2 separate regions of the Ovis aries genome follow, and region 2 is linked to region 1. A link is a contact called in public Hi-C data. All regions are on one chromosome and are shown on one strand. Each heading gives the region's core, a stretch centred on a gene start, on an enhancer-like site or on the middle of the called end of the contact. The rest is flanking DNA. Distances are from core to core; before and after follow the strand shown.

The links. Hi-C and Micro-C count contacts between places; a contact is called where the count stands out from the background.
Region 2: a Hi-C map of hypothalamus shows a contact between it and region 1, with 5 times the contacts expected there. The contact joins the promoter of PPFIBP2 here to the enhancer-like site in region 1. A contact is called at or near these places in 2 of 16 Hi-C or Micro-C datasets (hypothalamus and skin fibroblasts).

The regions. Positions count from the first base shown.
Region 1 is chr15:44,715,891-44,721,443 of ARS-UI_Ramb_v3.0, reverse strand. PPFIBP2 (PPFIA binding protein 2) reads left to right here. Exons shown (of 26, transcript XM_042233096.1): 26 at 671-5,553. The coding sequence ends at 907. Among named protein-coding and RNA genes, the nearest start is that of OVCH2, 61 kb to the right of the region's middle. Within about 2 kb of position 2,028, at least 17 of the 54 cell types and tissues checked have an H3K27ac peak or open chromatin away from gene starts, as enhancers often do. A contact at or near this core is called in hypothalamus, where this site is marked.
Region 2 is chr15:44,871,078-44,876,630 of ARS-UI_Ramb_v3.0, reverse strand. It overlaps PPFIBP2 (PPFIA binding protein 2), which reads left to right and starts at 2,414. Exons shown (of 26, transcript XM_042233096.1): 1 at 2,414-2,581. It overlaps OLFML1 (olfactomedin like 1), which reads left to right. Exons shown (of 3, transcript XM_004016189.6): 3 at 1-616.

The DNA of each region.
Region 1 (5,553 bases), core at 779-3,278:
CGGGGCTGAGAGCTGGGCACAGCGGTTTGGAGCTGTAGTCAGGGCAGGCTTTACCCCTTGTTCCTCTCTCATGTCCTGGTGGGAGACTCTCCGCATGTGCCTGCTTTCAAACCCTGCATGGGACTGCGATGTCACTAACTCTGTGCGGCCTCAAGCAAGTCCTGTATCTCTTGGTGGGGCCCAGTTTTCCCACCTGTAAAATGATGGGTTATATGCAATGCCCTCAAAGGGCAAATTTACAATGTCCACAAAGGTTTTGGGGAGGAGGAGCGGACCGGCATTGCCTGAGCAGGTGGGACCGGAGGTTCCTGGCAGTGAGGATACCTGGCTATGCCTACACTGGGGCATCAGTGTCTGAGGTCCTGCTGGTCCTTTCTGAGGTCGGCATCAGAAAGGCCTTCATCCCACTCTCCATGCTCCTGTGTCCCCTCAGAGCTGGCACTGAAGTGGGACCGCGGCAGTGTAAGTGACGGTGTGGGACAGTGGAAGCTCTGCCTTTCCCCAGGGATGAGCAGTGCGTGCTTCACCCCTATGTCGCTCCCCAGGGCCTGGCCCACTCCTTGCCCACTCTCCCAGGGAGCAGGCCCAGGCAGGATAGGACTTGCAAACCACCTCTGCAAATCCTGAGCTCAGTCCATGAGCACTGACCAGGCCACTGCCCATTTTACAGATGGCACCTTCGGAAGGCACCGTGACGCAGATAGGGCTCCTCTCCCAAGACATTCACCGCCTCACGGTAGGACTCTGGCCCTCTCTCTATAGTAGGACCCGTGCTGGGGAGGCCCCGGGAGTTTGGTGTGGGGCTGGCTTAGCCCCGCTGTCTAATCCAGAGCCTGTAGCACCAGCGCTTCTGCTGGGGGAGAGCAGATGGGACGGAGGGCTGGTGCCGGAGATGAGCCAGCCCTGAGGCAGATAGAGGCCCAGAGGCCTTCTCCACTGGCCTGCTGCTACTCTTGAGCCAAAACCAGCTAAAGTGTTCTAGGTCGCAGGCCCTCTGTCCAGGCCTGGGGCTGGTGAGGAGACCAAGATACTCAGCAGTTCTGGGTCACCTGCCTTGTCAGCCCAAAGCCCAGGCCTCACCCCTGCCTGATGGACAGGGCTCTGCCCTCTCTGCCCTTGAGACACACATTTCCTGTCACGCCTCTGACTTTACGGACATCACAGGCACGAGTCCATCCTGGCATGTCCAGCTGGGACGAACTGCACCATGTGAAGCAGCTCAGACCCAGGGGGAGGAGCCACTCTGGAGGGAGACTGACTGTCCCTGTCTGCGACCTTGGGCAAGTCACTGTCTGTCAAGCAGGGCTGATAACATCCTCCTTGCCAGGCTGGCAGGCAGACCAGAGCTGGTGGAAAAAGGCCAGAGAGCAGAATCACATTGGTGAGGCCCGGTGCCTCCCAGGGCCTGTCAGTTCTGGACTGCCCCAGCATGAGCTCACTGGCCACAGCGTCCACCTCGCTGAGGCCTTTGCTGGTTTATTGAGCAGATTATAAAGGCCGAACCCAAGGCAAGACAAGATTGGGGGACTTTCCCTGAGTCCAAAGAGGATCACTTTTGTCAATTTGTTTTTTCTTGGCTCGCACACTGAAATGAACCCACCCAGCCTTGTCCTTCTCACTTCTGACAGACCTTTGGTGGCCATGAGCTGGCACCTTTAAAGGTCGGAGCAATCTACTGTTGACAGTGTTGGTGTCCCTGGGACACCATGAACTTACAGGGCGCTGGTGTCAGGGCCAACCCAGGACCCTGCTGCTCCCCATGGAGCAGCTGCAGGGCAGCCTTGACCTGTTGAATGCTGTTGAGCAGGGCCTTCGGCTGTGTCCTTTCAGACGATGCTGAGCCAGGACCAGCTGCTGACCGACTCCCGCCTGGCCACTCCCAGATCTGAGGACTGGAGATGACTCTCTTCGTGGCTGGCAGCCCAGAGAGGCACGTGTGTGGGCCCGAGTCCGCTTCGATGGGAAGCTCGCCCACGGCCACCCACAGAGCCCAGACTGGGCCCCAGGGCATCTCCGACGTGGGTGCTGACAGGACAATGCGAGGCTGTGGAACAGATGTCCACAAGGTGGCCCACAGGTTTTCAGCTGTGCTGTGCTCTCCACCACAGCTTTTGTACTTTTTATACTTTTATAAGTGGACTGTAGAGTGCTTTTGCAGGGAGGGCAGTGAGATGCCCACACACACTCAATGACTCAGGCCATCCCTAGCAACAGCCGGGGGCACTTACACCAAAGGGGAAGGGCTGTGAGTCACAAAAGCTTTGCTGGAAAAAAAAAATTCTGAATGTTCTGAGCTGACTGAAGGGATAGGAAGCCCCCTCCGGGGCTGCTTCCGTATGAAAGCTTGTAGTGCATTTCCGTTCCCAGGAACCTGGCTGGAGTGACAGCAGGGAAGGAGGAATGGACTCCCTTGACAAGGCTGCCCTTTTCTGCAGTGGTGTCTCAGGTTCTCAGGGCTGTGGGGCCTCCCAGCACCTGAGCGGACATCTCTGCGGCCTTTCCCTTGTCAGCCTCAGAGGCAATTTATCTGATCAAACAGCTCCCTCGAGTGGAAGGCCCTTTCCATTGCAAGACATCTCAGGTATGTCCTACCTCAGGGAGAGGCGCCTGCTCAGCGGCCACACCTCACCCTCCCAACTAGCCTTCCCCCCTGAGCAACGGCCCTAACTCCTCCCTGTGGCAGTGCTAGCTCTGGCCTCATCTCTCTAACTTCCTCGGGGGCGGCGGGGTGGGGAGGGTCTCCCACTTGGTCCCCTCTGGGTGTTCTCTGTACAATCCCTGGAGGTGCCTCCCCAAAGCGCTGTTTTCATCCTGCTAAGAACTCAGTGCCGCAACCACCACAGGTTAGCCTTCAAAAGCCTCGGCACCCAAGGCCCCTCTGAATCTTCAGCATTCGTGAGCCCGTGCTCCTGCCTTTCCCTCACCGGAATGTAGTTTTCTCCTCCTCCCTGTCATGAGGCTGAATCCTGTCTGCCGAGGTTCAGATCAGCCCAGCCTCTTTGAGGAGGCTTTCACTGAGGGTTGGAGGTCCCCACCCCAGGGTGCTGTCTCACCTGAGCACCTCCTGGCTCTCCTTGAGGTGGTGTGGCACCTGTCTGCACCCATGCACAGCACAAGCTCACCTGAGCACCAGCTACAGACAGGCTCCTGCAGACAAGAGTAAGGCCCTTCTCCATCGTCACATTCCCTCACATGTGTGGGTTAAATACCTTCCATTCTGGGCCAAGGAGCACTGGGGATACAGGGGTGAATGCCAAGGTCTTTGCCTGAGGGTGTGGATGGTCCAGGGTAGGAGTACAGGTCTGTTTCAGACAAGAGCATGTGCTGAGCATTACAGAGGCTCCAGTAGAAGTGTCTACAGCCTCAAAGAGCAAATTGTCATTTTTAACGGAGGGCTGGGGAGGGGGACTGAAAAGCCTCCAAGGAAGAGGTGATACTTGAATTTTGAAAGATGAGTCAGGGCCAAGTATGCCAGAGGGGAAAGGCACTCCAGGCGGATGGACCTGAACCATCCCAGCACGCCCAAGGAAGTACCTGAAGTTGGTATGACAAGAGCGGAGCTTCTTGGCCCCTGCATTGCTGTCTTTTGGGGCTGGTACGTCACTGTGCTGGGGCCATCCCGTGTGCTCTAGGATGGTTAGCAACATCCTTGGTCTCTCCCTCTAGATGTCAATAGCTCCCCTCTAGTTGAGGACCACTGAGCCAGAGAAGGAGGCCCAAGGAAGGAAGGATCTGGTGAGGTCAGCTGGAGCCCTGATCAAGAAAGGCCAGCCTCCTGGAATTGACCTTGGAGACAACAGTGTCCAGGGAGGGACTACTGGAAGCAGTGAGAGGTTTAAAGCAGGGGACAGGCATGGGATGATTTGTGATTAAAAGAAACATCTGAAGGGAGGACCTACCTTACTCATCGTGCAGTGCCCGGCACTGTGTCTTTCTCTGAGTAGGGACCTCACTGAGGATGAGCTCAATAGGCTAAGCTGCCACCATCTCCCCCAGCCCCCACTGGCCCTCTGAGAGACTGACCTGTGTCACGCCGCCACTGTACTTCAGAGAATTCTCTCGAGCTGTCTTCCTCTTTCTCTCTCTCCTGTATCCCTCACTCTGCCCCGCTACCCACATGTACACGTGCGTAAGAAATCCAGTGACACCAGGTTCAAACAATGCTGCTACTCTGCCAGTTTTTGCAAAAAGTGAACCACTTGGAGTTAAACTCAAGTTTAAAGCCCAGCTCTGCCACCTACTGGCTGAATGACCTAGGGACAAGAGCTTCACGTCTAAGTTTCCACGTCTGTAAGACATGGAACAAAATCTGCACGGGATTTCTGACTCAGCAGAGGGGAGAGCAGCCAAGATAGCAGAGTAACGAGATCCAGAGTGCACCTGCTCTCACGGGCACACCAAAATCACAACTGTCTGCAGAACAACCATCGATAAAAAAAAGACCGTAGAGATCTTCTACAGTTAACGACAAGAAGGAACCACGACGAAACAGGTAGGAAGGATGGACTTTCAGTACAGTCAAATCCCATACCACCTCCCCAGGGCGGGCGACCCAGACTAGGGAATAATTATATTAGAGAGATTCTCCCACAAGAGCAAGAGTTCTGAGCCCCATGTCAGGCCGCCAAGCCCAGGGCTCTGGTCCGATCTCTCCAGAGCAGCTGTTTCTGAAGCCAGTGGGGCTTAACTGCAGAAGCCATACCCCGAAGCATTCAGGAGCTTAAACATGGTTGATGGTGGCAGCTGACAGCTTGGCTTAGTAGCTCAAGGACCACACCCTGCCCAGTGGCCTACAGGCAACAGTACTGGGCCACCTCAGGCCAAAGAACTGGGTTGGAACACAGCCTCACTTATCAGCAGACAGGCTATCTAAAGACTAAGGAGCCCACAACTGCTTCTGGGTTCACCCCTCAACATAGCCCAACTCACCAGGCTAAGACCTGGCTTGTAAAGCAAGAAAACTACAATTCCCCAACGCAGGCCAGACTGTACCCTGGGACCAGGTGGGTCCCGACACCCCAGGTCCCAAGCCCAACTGTGTTAGGAACCAATGACCTCAAACTCTAGGGTCCTTGGCCCAACAGTCAGACTTCAGGAACTAGCTCTGCCTGCCGGTAGTCTGGCCCTAACCCCAGGAACTGGTTTCATCTGTCAGTAGGTGGGCAACAGCCCCAGGATCTTTGTGACCCTGATTCTGCCCACCAGTGAGCCAGCACTAGCCCTGGGGCCTCCTTGGGTTACCACACCCAACCAGACCAGGGGGCCATCCAAGCCCAATGCGCCACAGCATAAAGACCCACGCTGCCCTCTGAGGGGGAACCCTAGAACACATAGCTTGGGTAAGGAGAGGAATACACCGCAAGGATGCTTCCTACACAAGGCCACTTCTCCAAGGTCAAGAAATGTAACTAACCTACCACTTACATACAAATAGTAATGCAGACAGAATGAGGTGGCAGAGGAAACCACCACTGCTGAAAAGAAAAAAAGGGAAAAGAATGAAATGAGGTGAGCGTAAGAGAACTCTGGGACAACATCAAGCACACTAATATT
Region 2 (5,553 bases), core at 1,165-3,664, 150 kb before region 1:
CTTTGCTTTGACAGTTATGCAGGGCACACCTGCCACTAACATCACACTCTCATGCCTTAAATTTCTGTAGCTAGAATCACTTTTTTAGGTTAAGACATTTTCTCCTGGAAGCCCCCGTTAACAGGGCACTTTGTTTCCTGGGAGCCAGGGGTAAACATGTAGGTCTGTGGACACTTCTTGGGCTTCTTTCAGATGAGCTTTTCAGTTCTGGTCTCTTGTTGGATTTTACTGAGGATTGAAGCTCCTAAGATCTAGACCAGTGGTTCTTAAACCTGACTGCACCTAAGAATTACCTGAGGAGCTTTTAAAAATCCTGATGCCAAGCCATACCCCCAGATCATTCAATCAGAGCCTCTGGAGGAGGGACAAGACAGTGCTGTAATTTTTAAGTTCCCTCCCCTAAAATGGTTCCAAAGTGTGAGTAAGCAGGAAAGTCAATTATTTACACCATTTTTAAAAAATTAAAGTATAATTGATATACAATGTTGTATTAGTTTCAGGTGTACAGCAAAGTGATGCAGTATATTCTTTTTCACATTCTTTTAATTATAGGTTATTACAAAATATTGAATATAGTCCCCTGTGCTATACAGTAAATCCTTGTTTATTATATAAATTAGTGTGTACCTGTGTGTGAAGTCGCTCAGTCGTGTCCGACTCTTTGCGACCCCGTGGACTGAAGCCCACCAGGCTCCTCCGTCCATAGGACTCTCCAGGGAAGAATACTGGAGTGGGTTGCTGTTTCCTTCTCCAGGGGATCTTCCCCACCCAGGGATCGAACCCAGGTCTCCTGCATTGCAGGCAGATGCTTTAAACTCTGAGCTACCAGGGAAGCTGCTAATCCCAAACTCCTAGTTTATTCATCACTCCCCTTTCCCTTTCGGTAACCAGAATTTATTTTCAATGTCTGTAACTTACACCATTTTTAAAGATGATTTTTAAAAAGTAATGTATAGTTCTAAAGAACAGACTACCATTTTCTGAGGACTGCAGGTCCACTAGGGCAATAACATGTGGGATCTGGAAACACCCATGAACTCGTGTGAACCATGGCAGCCGCCTCTATAAAAGCCTCTGAGCTATTTTAAGGAAGTGAAAGAGAACTGAAGAGTGTCCTGTTGTAACACAACTCTTGTGGGCCCCAGCCTTCCTCTGCTGGCTTTGCCCTTGGCCTGCCTCTGGCCAGGTTCCTGCAGTGACCAGAGTCTCATGTTTGCCAGGGTGGCTTAAGTTTTGTTTGCATGTACAAGTCTGGGCACACTGGTAATTTCAGACCATCAGGATAATATAAAAAATAATGTGTCTTGTGGAGTTGATCAACAACCCAGCCTGTAGAAATGTAGATAAAAACTGAGGTTAGGGAGGTAGTGACTCCTGCCAGAGCTGGGGACTATGCCAGAGTCCTTGGTGTCGATGCCATCTGAGGCCCACAGGGATTTTAATCCGCTGAACTGAGCAACCAAGTCTTGGGGCCCAGACAGGGCAACAATCTAGCAGTACCACCAAAGGGGATTCATGCCCTACACCGGGAGAAGGCCTTGGACTAGGTCCCCAAAGGCCCAGTCCTGCCCCGATCCTATAGTCCATTCCTGTGCTCAGCAAAGCTTTTGTTGTGCCTGTGGAACCCCCGCCTAAATGCTGGGCACAGGACAGGACTACTTGTCCCCAGCTGTTCACAAGAACGGGCGCCGGCGCCGTTGACTGACGCTGACCGCTAGAGGGACCTCCACTACAGGTCGCGGGGTTCGAGAGCGGCCAGATCCTAGGGTGACTCAGTCTTCCGAATTGGGGGCGCTCAGAGACAAGAAATGAGACTGCCATCAGGCCAACCTCAATTTGAACTAGATCGCTTGGGCCCAGAAGTCCGCACACCCGACGGTTGCTGCTCTGGGACTGCCTCTAAAACATTCTTTCTATGACAACTCTTTTTGCAATTCTCGACCCAAGTTCCCTTTCTGCTTTTCGCTTTTCTTCCCTATGGCCAAGGAACGGTGCTCAAGGTCTGGAGAAGCCCAGGGAACAGGGAGCCGAGGACCGCCAGGCATCACCCGGGGCAGGAAGGGTGCTGGAGAGGGAGGTGACAAGGGCAGGGGCGGGGCTCTTAGGGGGCGTGGCCGCCGAAGAGAGGCGGGGCTTAGGGGAACGGTAAAGTCGGCTTAGGAGGCGGTGCTGGAGCTGGGGCTGGGCGGGGCTGGGGCTGGACCGGCCGGGGCTGAGCAGGTCCGAAGGGGCGGGGTTGACGAGGCAGGTCGCTAAGGAACTAGAACTCGTGGCGGTTGGGTCCCTGCGGGCTGCCACGGAGCCTAGAGGGAGGGGGCGTGGCGGAGGGGCGGTCCCGGGGGAAGGTGGGCGGTCTGGGAGCCGGCGCTCCTGGACTAGCCTCCCGAGTCTGCCGTGGGTCCCCGCCCCCGTCACGTGGGCTCCGGACGCGGCCGCTGCCGGTCGGTCCGCTGGTTGGTCGGTTAGTTGGTCGGTGGGTCAGTGGCCTGCTGTTCGTTTCTCGGCTCTCATGTTCGGAGGTGGGGGGGACAAGTGAAAGGCCCGCACACCTGAGCTGTCCGGAGAGGAGCCCCAAACTCAGGTCAGTGGGTTCTCCCCACGCCCCCCGGGCCCACTGCGCAGGCTGAACTGGGAGCCCCCGCAGGGGAATTGGCTTAGGAACTGAGATCCCCGAGTGTATCCCAGACGCGAGGGCGGGGACCCTCCTCCCCTTCTTTTGCCAGATTGCGAGGAGACTATAACTCCTGGGGATTTGCTTCGTGTCTCCTCCCAGTCCTGTCTGGAGTCTACGGACTGTCCGCGCCCCTACAGGTGCCGGGATGGCCCTAGAGATGCGCAGGGTGGCCAGTCATCCTAGTTGTGTGTAGTGTGTCAGAGCTCTGCTCAGTCGGTTGGAGCAGCGGCGTAGTCTAGAGAGATAGCCCAAGGTGGTCGGGAAGCTTACGGTCCGTTTTGCCCAAGCAAATCGATGTTCCACAGAGCGTGCGTCCAGCTACAACGCCTTAGCTGAAATCAACTCTGTATTGTAATTGGAAAAATGCAACAGGCTTTTCCAAACCTCAAGCCACAGCGTCCCAATAGACGGCAAAACGGGGATGGTTCTGTTTGAAAGAGGGTTCCTCTCCTTCATGACATCCTGACTCCAGACCTTCAGTTGTTACTCAGATGAAAATAAGATTATATATTTAAAGACCAGGGCTTCCAAAGTGCGCATAAGATCAAAACAGGCACTCTAGCCAGCATTTAGTCAGTCCTCTTAAAAGACAAATCCAGAGCATTTTTACTTTTAGAGCAGCTGGATGTTTGTCTCCCTTTGTATATTTTAGTTCACTTCCTGTCTCATATCTTTCTCCCAGTACCTTAATCAATTATACTACAAATCTGCAATGTTACCAAATTTTATGTTGCATTCTATGAAGTTTAATGCCCAACAAAGGCAGTTGGCTGTACACAGAATTCATCTTCTGTTTGTTCAGTCTTTGCTTGTTATTTGTACTACATGAAAAAATACTTGATTTAGAGGTTTTCTTTTTTACTTGAGGCTTAGGTAGTCTGTATGTAATCTGCTTATATTTAGATGATTTTGAAGTGGGAGATGAGGGGGAATGGTGGACTTTTACTGCACTCGTTCATAATTTTTACTTAATAATACATTATTGTTAGTATTACTTGAGATTCAGTGATGTGCCAGTTATTAGCATATTGCTACTACAGAGATAAACAGCATTATGGTCTCTTTACTGGGTCAGCTATGTGCCACAGGTGCCTGACAAGTAGAATGAAATAAATGGTATGAAGGAGGTAAGAGCAAAGTGTTGTAGGAATTTATTTTTCATCTGACTGTGTAAAACCTGGGATAATTTCAGGAAGGGGGTGACACGTGCATGGTGGACCTTGAAGGATTTCTCCAGGCAGAGGTAGGTAGAGTGTCACCTGCCCTGTGAGAGGCAGGCAAGCACTTCATAGCCTGAGAAGTAGCAAGTGGCTCAGCTTGACTCCAGTGGCAAGTGAGAGACAATAAAGCTGGTGATGAGGAAGAAACCTGTTCCCAGCGGGCCATGAAGGCCAGGTGGAGAAGTCTGGGCTTTGAAATCATGAGCCTCAATAATGGCTTTTAAGCAGGAGATTGATTGATGGTTGTCTGAATTTAAAGTCTGGGACCTTGGCCCTTGACCCTTTCAGCCTCCCAAACCTCTAGCCCAGTGGAGAAAATCTAGTAAATATTTGTGGAATGAATGATCTGGCAACACTTGGTAGCAGTGCTTTTCAACCTTTAACAAGCTTAAGAGTCACCTGGGGATCTCGTTCAAATGCAAATTCTGATTCCTAGGTCGGGGTGGAACCTGACATTCTGCATTTCTCGGAAGTTCTCAGCAGTACAGCCCCTTCACTTATGTATAGCAAGGATTTAAAAAAAAAAAAAAAAAACAGTTTGCAAACCTGGCTGAGACTCAGAATTGCCTAGGGAGCTTTTAAAATTACTCAGATTAAGTAGGTCTGGCATGTTCTTACCAAATTCCTCTGTGATTCTAATGAAGGCCAAGTGGAAACTGCTGGGTAAGAGACCCTCAGGTTGGTGAAGCCCAGCGGAAGATCAATTAAGATAGAAGTGACTAGGGCCTGTGCTGGATCCCAGAGAGGATACAGGTAGGAGAGACTAGAGAGACAGAATCTATGGGCTAGGGGGCCAGATGGAGAAGTGAGGAGGGAGGAACAGTCCTGAAAGAATTGCGCTCTCGAAAAGGAATGGCGTACGTAGCCTTAGGCTGTCACATTTGCGGTAATTTTTGGAAGCTGTTTTTCACTTGGCTATCAAAAACATTTCCTTCCTGATACATAGATTTGTTCATGACACTTCTGCTTGAAATCTTCTGGTGGATCCCCTTTTGCAAAACATGGGAAGGAATAGCTAATATGAACAGCACCGTTGAGGCATTTAAATGTTGAGGCAATAAACTTAAAGGTTTATTAAGTTGCCAGACTGAGCACCCTCATTCAAGAAGTAATCACTCAGGGGAAAAAAAAAAAAAAAAGATGTCACACTGTCATCACTTGGTGTGGGCACAACTAGGCTGACACTCTTGGCAGCTTTGTGTTTTCCTGAGTCTCTATTTTTCCTGCTTCCTCCTTCCTCAGAGCAGTTCCACTTGTTTTCCTAGCATCGTGCTTTGGTTTCAACACTTGATGACACCTGTGTGTCTCAGTTTTTGCAGAATCCAGTGCTGGTCCCAGAAGGGTGGGCTGTATCCTTTATAGACTCTGAAAGCCAGGACTTGCAGATCTTCATGAGGGCCATTCTTATCTCTCATGCAGTGAATGCTCTGCTAGGAGAAGCTGTCTTAGAGCATCTGTTTACCTTTAGACCTAGATCTCCTCAAGGCTTTGAGAGTTCCAGGGTGCTGCTCACTCTCAGCTTTATCTTTGGGAAATTTATGATTTCTGTTAGTGCTTCTAGGTAGTCCTTACTACGGTGCTTCCTTGTAATTCTTACTTTGATTTCCTCTTTCAGTCACAAACACATTTATGCACACGAGAACCCAGCTTTCACCATGC